Linked DNA regions of Mus musculus: regions 2 and 3 are each linked to region 1. A link is a contact called in public HiChIP or PLAC-seq data. All regions are on one chromosome and are shown on one strand. The core of a region is the stretch at or near the end of the contact, and the rest is flanking DNA. Distances in the headings are between cores, read along the strand shown. Region 1 has its middle 5.9 kb from the start of Pax2. Region 2 has its middle 29 kb from the start of Scd1. Region 3 has its middle 11 kb from the start of Mir5114.

Region 1 (2,700 bases), core at 48-2,547:
TCCCTTATAGCACTCAAACACATTCAGCCAAACACCTCACAAGAGATGCTCTGCCTCTAAAGACACTAGGAATTCTTCTAATTGATTTAGACATTGAAAGGGTTTTTCCTCCCTTCGTTAATCAGTTTCATCAATTTATTCGTTAGCCACGGGTCTATCTAGAGCTCATTGCCAGCCTAGACGTGGTAGGAGAACTCCCGAGTCTGAGCTCCCTTCTCTCTGAGCTTCACTTTGGGCTGCTTTTTCTCTTTAGGGACAGTGGCAGAAATGTAAGAGACAACCCTGGACACAGATGACCTTAAACTCTCAAACCAAATCATCCCTTTTCTGACCAAAGAAGGGAACTTAAAAAAAAAAAGAATGTTTCTGCTCCAGCAAAGTTGGAGGGAATAGGTGCTCTGGTTTGCAGGGAGCAGAAGGCAGAGGCTTGCAGCACCAAAAGCAGAAATCTAACCCGTAGCAGAGACCTTCCCTCCCCATCTCTTTCCACCAATCTGTCACCTCCAAGCTCACATACTTACAAGACCCCCACCCCCGGCAGCTGCTTCAACTCCGGACTAGAGCCCCCATCCTGACCCGAGGTCACAGAATGTGGGGCCAGATCCCCGGAGGGAGTCTAAGCAAGGCTTGGTGGCAGAGGCAGGCTGGTACAAACCTTGGTCTGCCTCACTCCCCCAAATCCTTTCCTAGGGCCTCCCCCGCCCCCAACTCAGCCTGCCCTTCTTGCCCCTGGGTCCTCTCTCCCCTCCTCTCCGGTCCTTTGTTTTCAGCCACCTTGCAGCCCTTCCCCAGCCTCGGTGGCCGTGCCCACAAGGCCTCCCTTGCCTCGCTGGCGGGTTTCGCTCTGCCTTACCGGCTCCCGGCTCAGGCGCGCTCCGCCTGCTCCTCACATCCACACAGCTGCGGCGAGAGGAGGAAGGGAGGGCGGCGCGCGGTTGGATCCGAGACAGTAGATTTGGTGTCTGTTCGCAACTCCGGGGAAACTCTGCCCTGGTGCTCCCGCCCCTCTCCAACTATTCCTCGCCGCAGCAGGGCCAAGAGCCCTCCTTCGCACACAGCCCCTTCCCTTGCCGAAGTGTTGGCCCTGTCTATTCAGCCGCTACCCCTAGCTTCCCCTCATCTGGAGTTATCCAGCACTCAGTTGCCTTTCAACTACCTCTTGCTACCTCCTGTCCCCTCCCTCTGCGGTCCCTGTAGTAGCTGTGGCGGTGGCGGGTGGCGCTGGGGACACCCCGGATCAGCCAGCACAGTCTCCCTCCACCACAGCCCGGTGAGCCGCGGGCTCCAGCAGGCTAAGAGGAAGTTAATCATTACTTCCCCACCAACACTCAGCCACCCTTGGACTCTCTCACCCAGGCTCAGAGGAGGAGGGGGCAGATGGCCCGGTGGAAACCGGCTTTGCCCAGCCAGCCTCAGCAGGCCTTCAAGGGACAGTTCTCTTTTCGGTGGTCTCAGCACCCACTTTGAGTCCTCGTTTTTCACCTCTTCTCCCCTCCCTCTGCCTCCTCTTAGGCTCTGCCCACTGTTTCATCTCTACTCGGTCTTTGGCAAGTTGACTGCAGGTTCTGGGAGGACCAACTCTCTTTGTTTGGAACCGGACAGAATGGGATTTCCTTCCCCAGCCTCTGCCAAAGGTTTTTTTTTTTTTTTTTTTTTTTTTTTTTTTTTTTTTTTTTTTTTTTTAAACGGTGTGGCCCATAGGGGACCGAGCCTCCGGTCCCAATTAACCCGATGGTTGGGGATGTGGGTGAGAAATTGAACTGATCTAGCGGTTATAGTAGACTTGGGGTGGGGGTGAGGGGGCGTTAAAGAAGTAGGATTGGAGGAGTGGCAAAAGAGATGAAGAAAAACCTGGATGGGTGTGGTATAGTCAAAAGGGAAGGGGCGGGAGTGTGGAAAGAAGTATTAGAGGAAGGAGAAGCAGTGGGGAAACCAGGGACATCTATGGGGTAGGAGTAGGAAGGAAAACACCCCCAGCCTGGCAGCCTGCAAGCTCGGGTTCCTCCCTTCCCTCTTTGTGGGGTCAGGTGTTCAGAAAGCTGGACTATTACACCTTCCTCTACTATAGAAATAACTGCCTTTCAAGGTGTCCACTGGTGGGCTCCATAGTGGACAAGTGTAATTATCCCCATTTTACAGGTGAGTAAACTGGGGTCTACAGAAGTAAAGAGACTATGCAGGCTGACTTCTCCTTCCTGTAGGCTGTAGGGTGAATGGTTGCTTTTAGCACTCTTTCATGAGTGCTCGGCGCTAGTACTATTCAGGTCTGAGCTAGGGGTCAGATTATCCATCCTGATTCTGGGGGTCTCCTTGATTCTTCCTCCCCCACCCCAGCTTTTCCTCTTTGGTCATAGTTCTCCACTCCTACTGTGTGAGCCTGTTGGCCATGTTTTGACTATTTTTTAACCCCCCCTCCCAGTTCAGTGGTCCACAGGCCGCCACCTGGCTGACCCGTGCCAGTATGAGGCCCCTTTGGTGGCCAAGTGGTTTGTATTGTCGTTGCTCCTCAAAGGGGCTGTGAAGGGCCGGAGAGGTTGCTAGGTCCTCTTATGAAGGAAAGCAGGGTTAAAGGGAGGAGGGGCCAGAAAGGATAAAGGCTCAGCACGTGCGCGCCGCCTCATCAGGACCAACCGACCAGGCGGGCGGGGCCAGCTGGCAGTCAGGACCCCCGGGATTCTTGTGGGGTGTCCAAATATTGGG
Region 2 (2,700 bases), core at 11-2,510, 370 kb before region 1:
AGTCATAAGACAAAGGTTCCTTCCAGCTAAGAGTCTAGAATTTCTCTCTCTCTCTTTCTCTCTTTTTCATTTTTATTTCCTTATTTTGGGTGTGTTTAGGGAGGGAGGCACATCGCAGAAGAAACTCAGGGCATCAGGGTTTGAGGCAGGAACCTTTTACCTTCTCTTGGGCCCAAATACTAGTACTTTAAGAAAAAAAAAGATTTATTTGTTTATTTTCTATATATGTGTACAGTGTAGCTGTCTTCAGCCACATCAGAAGAGGGCATCAGATCCCATCACAGATGGTTATGAGCCACCATGTGGTTGCTGGGAATTGAACTCAGAATCTCTGGAAGAACAGTCGGTGCTCTTAACCACTGAGCTATCTCTACAGCCCGAATTTCAGCACTTTAAAAATAGTATTTCAAGCCGGGCAGTGGTGGCACTTGCCTTTAATCCCAGCACTTGGAAGGCAGAGGAAGGTGGATCTTTGGGGCCAGCCTGGTCTACAGAGTGAGTTCCAGAACAGTCAGGGCTACATAGAATAATCCTGTCTGGAAAAAGCAAAAAAAAAAAAAAAAAATTTAATTTTAGAAGCAATTATAAAATTCTTACATAATTTTCTCTTTCTGCTTCCTCTCTCCGAACCCTCCCCTACGGCTTTCATTGCTCCCCTCAAATCCATGGCCTTTCCTCCCCAAGAATTGTTACTATGTATATGTATGTGTAATTGCACATAAATTCCTAAATTGAGCCTGCACAGTCTGTATGTTACTCATATATATGTTTTCAGGGCTGGCCATTTGGTGTTGGATAATCAATCAGAGTCTTTCTTGTGGAAATAGCAATGCTCAGAGAACACAAGATGACCAACTGTCCATCCACGTTAAATTCTGACACAGGGCTAGGGAGGTGACTCAAAAGCACCTGCCACCAAGCCTGACAACTGCTCCTACCCCATGCTCGCATGGTAGAAGAATGTCTGAAGTTGTCTTCGGAGATGCTTTTAAAAAAAGAAAAAAGAAAGACCTTTGACCCAGCTGGCATTGGCTGGGGTCACAGTGGAAACATTATCTTAACCTGGGCTTATGTTGGGTGTGGTCACAATGCCTATAAGATGTGTCAGTGAGCTTCACAGACAGAGAGAGGATTGACCAACACTCTAAGCGATTCATGTGATACCAGGCTGATGAGAAAGAGACACTCTAGACACCTGAGGCTAAGATCTTGAAGGGACACTTCAGTGGTTACACAGAGCAAGGGAAGGTGACAGGGCCAGGGGTGACAGGGCCAGCAGGAGAGCAGAGTGGAGTGAGAACAAAGAGCTCTGACAGAAGCCCAGGTCTCACAGGAACTGAGCAAGGGCTGGGGCGAGGCTCCCTCAGCAGCTCCAGCTGCAGTTCTGCCCCACCCCCACCCCACCCCCACCCTGTCCCCAGGGAGTCTCAGAGCCTGCACCAGCTGCAGGGGCCCTCACCCTTGGCATTCCACAGTGTCCTGAGCAGCTTCACTTTCTCCCTCTCAGTCAGGGGCTGAGGGAAGTGTCTGCCTCACCTTCAACTCTGCTCCTCATCCTGAGAGAGAAAAGGCAGCTCCTGCAGGGTCCCTCTGGCTCTCCTGGAAACTAAGTGCACAGTTGTAAAGGAGCCGCCCTGTGAACTCTGGAGAGAGAAACACTATAGCAGCTAAGCACAGGGATCCATGAGAATCTCTGCTTCCTGCTCCACAGGATGGCCCTATGCTGGATGCAAGTGAAACTTCCCCAGGGAGGAGGTCAGAGCATCCTTGCAGGGATGCAAATGCTGGCCTGGCTCCTCCTCAGGGAAGGAGCATCACCCTGAGGGGCTCTGTGTGCCCACCTGGCAGCAGGTGTGGATTCCAAGCTCAGCCTGCACACCTGTGTCCAGGGGATGACAGAGACTCTGGTGCACCTTTTTGTCTGTCCCATGCTAACCTTGAACATTGGAGGTAAGGGGGCATTATACGGGACATGCAAAAGCCAATCCAGAGAGGTTTCCATGGCGGATCTTGTCCTTACAGATGACGACATCAGGTGGTGTCACAAGCCTGCTCTGTGTAGACCTGGAGTTAAGAGTGTATCCCACAAAACCCTGGGGCAGAACCCACGGCTCTGCTCCTTACATGGGTTGGAAAAAATAATGCTCTTAACTGCTGAACTGTCTCTCTAGCACTCTCTCGGGAGGGAGAGAGAGAGAGAGAGAGAGAGAGAGAGAGGCAAAAGCAGAAGGGAATAAAAGATCATCACTGGATGAATCACAGAAAATTCCCTAGCTATGAAGAACAAGCATTTCCCCTTCTCAATGACTTTTTAATTAATTTATATATGGTGTATGTGTGTATGGGTGTGTGTGGGGGGGTATGTGTGTGTGTGTGTTTGCATACACATGTGCATGCAGGCAAATGTGAACAATGCATGGGTAGAGGTCAAAGAATAACTGGGTAATTTTCAGGTCTTGGTTCTTGTTAGCTTACAGACAATTCATTAGGCTACTCCAAGGAACCTAGTAACAGCTACCCAAAATTATAGAGCTGCCAAGTGTATAAGAGGGACTGCTTGGCTACCCCAGCTTACTTGTTTTCTTGCTCTCTCTCTCTTGCTCTCTCTCTCTCTCTCTCTCTCTGCCCCTACGTGTCCCTGGCCGGCCTCTCATGCTCTCTTCCTTTCTTCCTCTCTTTCTTTCTGTCCTTCTCCCCTCT
Region 3 (2,700 bases), core at 136-2,635, 440 kb before region 1:
GTCAAACAAAGACATGTTTTGTATTGTGTGTGTGTGTGTGTGTGTGTGTGTGTGTGTGTGTGCTTAAAAGCTTGCCCTGAGAGAGCTGAAGAGATGGAACAGCAGTTCAGAGCATTGACCGCTTTGCCCAAGGTTCTAAGTTCAATTCCCAGCAACCACATGGTGGCTCACAGTCATCTGTAATGGGATCCGATGCCCTCTTCTGGTGTGTCTGAAGACAGCTACAGTGTACTCATATTAAAAAAAAAAAATACAAAAAAAATGCCATAAGCCGGGCGTAGTGGCGCACGCCTTTAATCCCAGCACTTGGGAGGCAGAGGCAGGCAGATTTCTGAGTTCGAGGCCAGCCTGGTCTACAGAGTGAGTTCCAGGACAGCCAGGGCTACACAGAGAAACCCTGTCTCGAAAAACCAAAAAAATAAATAAATAAATAAATAAAATAATAATAATAATAATAATAATTAAAAACAAACATCTCACCCCGAGAAAGGCTCAAGTCTGTAAGTACCAGCCAGCTAATAGACTTTCTACTGGCTTAAATCTGTGTCTAAGTCATTTCTTTGATTTATCTTCTTTGATCGATTCCTAACATTTTCACACTGGCACAAATCAGTTTTTAACTCCTCATTATGATTAACAGTCCATTGTATTTATGGGGAGCAGTTGAGTTGTCCCCCCCTTTCGGCTTCTATGAATAGTATGCTCTGCACATTTGTGTGTGTATATTCTAGCATTTGCTCTCTGTCGATTTGTGTACACAGGAATGGGATTTCTTCTGTAATAATTCTGTTTAACTTTTTTTTTTTTTGAGTAAACAGTTTTCAACAGCAGTAATGGACAGTGTCACCCACCCTTCACCATAACATTTCTCCTTTTTTTTTTCTTTTTTCTTTCTGCTTTCGGGGAAGGCCAGACCCCATGGAGTAAAGTAGAAGCTCTGCTTCCAGTAGCAAGATTGCTTTAGCCAAAGCCTCAAACCGTGCCTCCAACCTCGCCATTTCCAGGAGCAGGCAGTGTGGCTACCTCCCTGGATCACTAACGCACCTCCCACCCCACTGCGGCCAAACACACATACACAGCCCTGTGACATCATAAATTACTGTCCTGGTGACCGTACATGGAGCCCTACCAAACTCCAACTCAGGTTAAGCTGAGTGCCTGAAATAGAAGCAACATGCAACGCTCTTCCTCCAGTCCTGGCCCTCTGCCAGTGCCTGCCCGGGAGAGGTCCAGCTAGGGTGAGGAAAAGCAAGGGTCAGGCGTGCGGGCCCCTCCCGGGGTTACTCTGGGTTAGCATTGGCCCCAGATTCACTCGCGTTCACCAGGCCCAAAGCGCCTGACCCCTCGCAGCCAATCAGCGGCCTCACCGGGCTCTGCACGCATCGCTCCAATCAGGATGCGCTGCTCCTGAAGCTAGCCGGTGTACCTTGCAGTCACAGATGGAGGCTAGCCCAGTCCCTGACCTCACAACCCCCCCCCCCCCCCCCGCCTCCGCTCCCCGGACCTTGAATGTGGGCTCTGGTCGCCAGCTTTCGCCAAGGAAGGGGGTGGGGGTGTGTGCTGGCAAAGCAGCGCACGTTTTTTTTTGTTTTTTTGTTTTGTTTTTTTCCATCTACGTAGTGCAAACGCTTATGGAGGAGGAGGCAGAGCTAGGACTTAGCAAAACAGACCTCAGATTGGGTCATGGTGTAGAGGAGAGCACTCCGAAAAGCACAGCATTAATGTGATCAGGAACTTTCCAGGCTGATGTCAGCAGGCATGAAGGGGCGTGGAGTGGGCAGTGGGAGGAGAAAATGCAGGGGAGGCGGTGAGAGTCTGGAAATCTCGATATTTAAGAAACTTACTGTGATAGCAGAGGGGACCACAGGGGCTGGAAGCCTTATTCCAGGCTTTGAAAAGACTCCGATGGGGGCATGGGGAAGGAAAAGGAAGGACACATCTGAAAAGTATTTTTGGAGCAGAGTAGACATTCAGATGCTGGAATGGTGAAGTGGATGCAGGGTGGGAGGGGCACCCATGACAGGCTTTTAGCTCGAGTCGCTCTGCAGGGGCAGCCTCTGCACCAACTTAAAATAAGAAGCTTGAAACAAAGCAGGCTTGGACTGGGAGCGGGAAGTTAGTATTTAACACGGGAGTGGGAGTTGTACAAAGTTTGCTGGGATTAAAGGCAGTAATCACCACACATAATCTTAACGTGCCCTTAAATGTGGCTTGCAAGAATTGCATTGAGAATTTTTTTTTTCTGTCTCCATGTTCATCAGGGGAAAAAACGGCTGACAATTTTCTTTTTTAAAAATGTGTGTGCTCTGAACCAGTTTTTATATCAAGGTAATGCAGACTTGGCAGGGTGAACTTGGTAGTGTTCTGTATACCATATGAAACAGTTTAAGGAGCTTGGTTATTACCTCTTCCTTAAAGATTTGATAAAACTCGGCAACGAGTCAGTCTGGTGCTACATTTTGACTTTTGGGGAAACTTTTGGTTACTGTCTCAGTCTTGTTGACTTTTTAAAAAAATGATTTTAGAGCTTTATTATAGAAAGACAGGGGGAAAGAGAGAAGGTAGAAAAGAGAGAGAAGAAAGGCTAGAGAATAAAGAGGGAGAGAGAGGAGAGGAGAAGACAAAAAGAGAGAGGAGTGAGGAGTAAGAGCCGTCTTGTTGATTGTTATGAATCCATTTTAATCGTTTATGTCCTTTTGG

What was found. HiChIP or PLAC-seq counts read pairs in DNA pulled down with a chosen protein or histone mark.
Region 2: an HNF4G HiChIP or PLAC-seq map of pancreatic cancer cells shows a contact between it and region 1. The contact joins two enhancer-like sites.
Region 3: a contact with region 1 is called in an HNF4G HiChIP or PLAC-seq map of pancreatic cancer cells. The contact joins two enhancer-like sites. A contact is called at or near these places in 1 of 39 promoter capture datasets (liver), 1 of 484 Hi-C or Micro-C datasets (uterus) and 1 of 115 datasets of contacts at active chromatin or transcription factors (pancreatic cancer cells).

Annotation. Positions count from the first base shown.
Region 1 is chr19:44,749,639-44,752,338 of GRCm38.p6, forward strand. It overlaps a transcript of Pax2 not described here. Among named protein-coding and RNA genes, the nearest start is that of Pax2, 5.9 kb to the right of the region's middle. RefSeq lists a promoter at 1-2,700 and a cis regulatory region at 2,438-2,700. Within about 2 kb of position 1,298, at least 69 of the 459 cell types and tissues checked have an H3K27ac peak or open chromatin away from gene starts, as enhancers often do. A contact at or near this core is called in liver, pancreatic cancer cells and uterus, where this site is marked.
Region 2 is chr19:44,376,906-44,379,605 of GRCm38.p6, forward strand. No RefSeq gene overlaps it. Among named protein-coding and RNA genes, the nearest start is that of Scd1, 29 kb to the right of the region's middle. Within about 2 kb of position 1,261, at least 65 of the 459 cell types and tissues checked have an H3K27ac peak or open chromatin away from gene starts, as enhancers often do. A contact at or near this core is called in pancreatic cancer cells, where this site is marked.
Region 3 is chr19:44,313,311-44,316,010 of GRCm38.p6, forward strand. No RefSeq gene overlaps it. Among named protein-coding and RNA genes, the nearest start is that of Mir5114, 11 kb to the left of the region's middle. Within about 2 kb of position 1,386, at least 328 of the 459 cell types and tissues checked have an H3K27ac peak or open chromatin away from gene starts, as enhancers often do. A contact at or near this core is called in liver, pancreatic cancer cells and uterus, where this site is marked.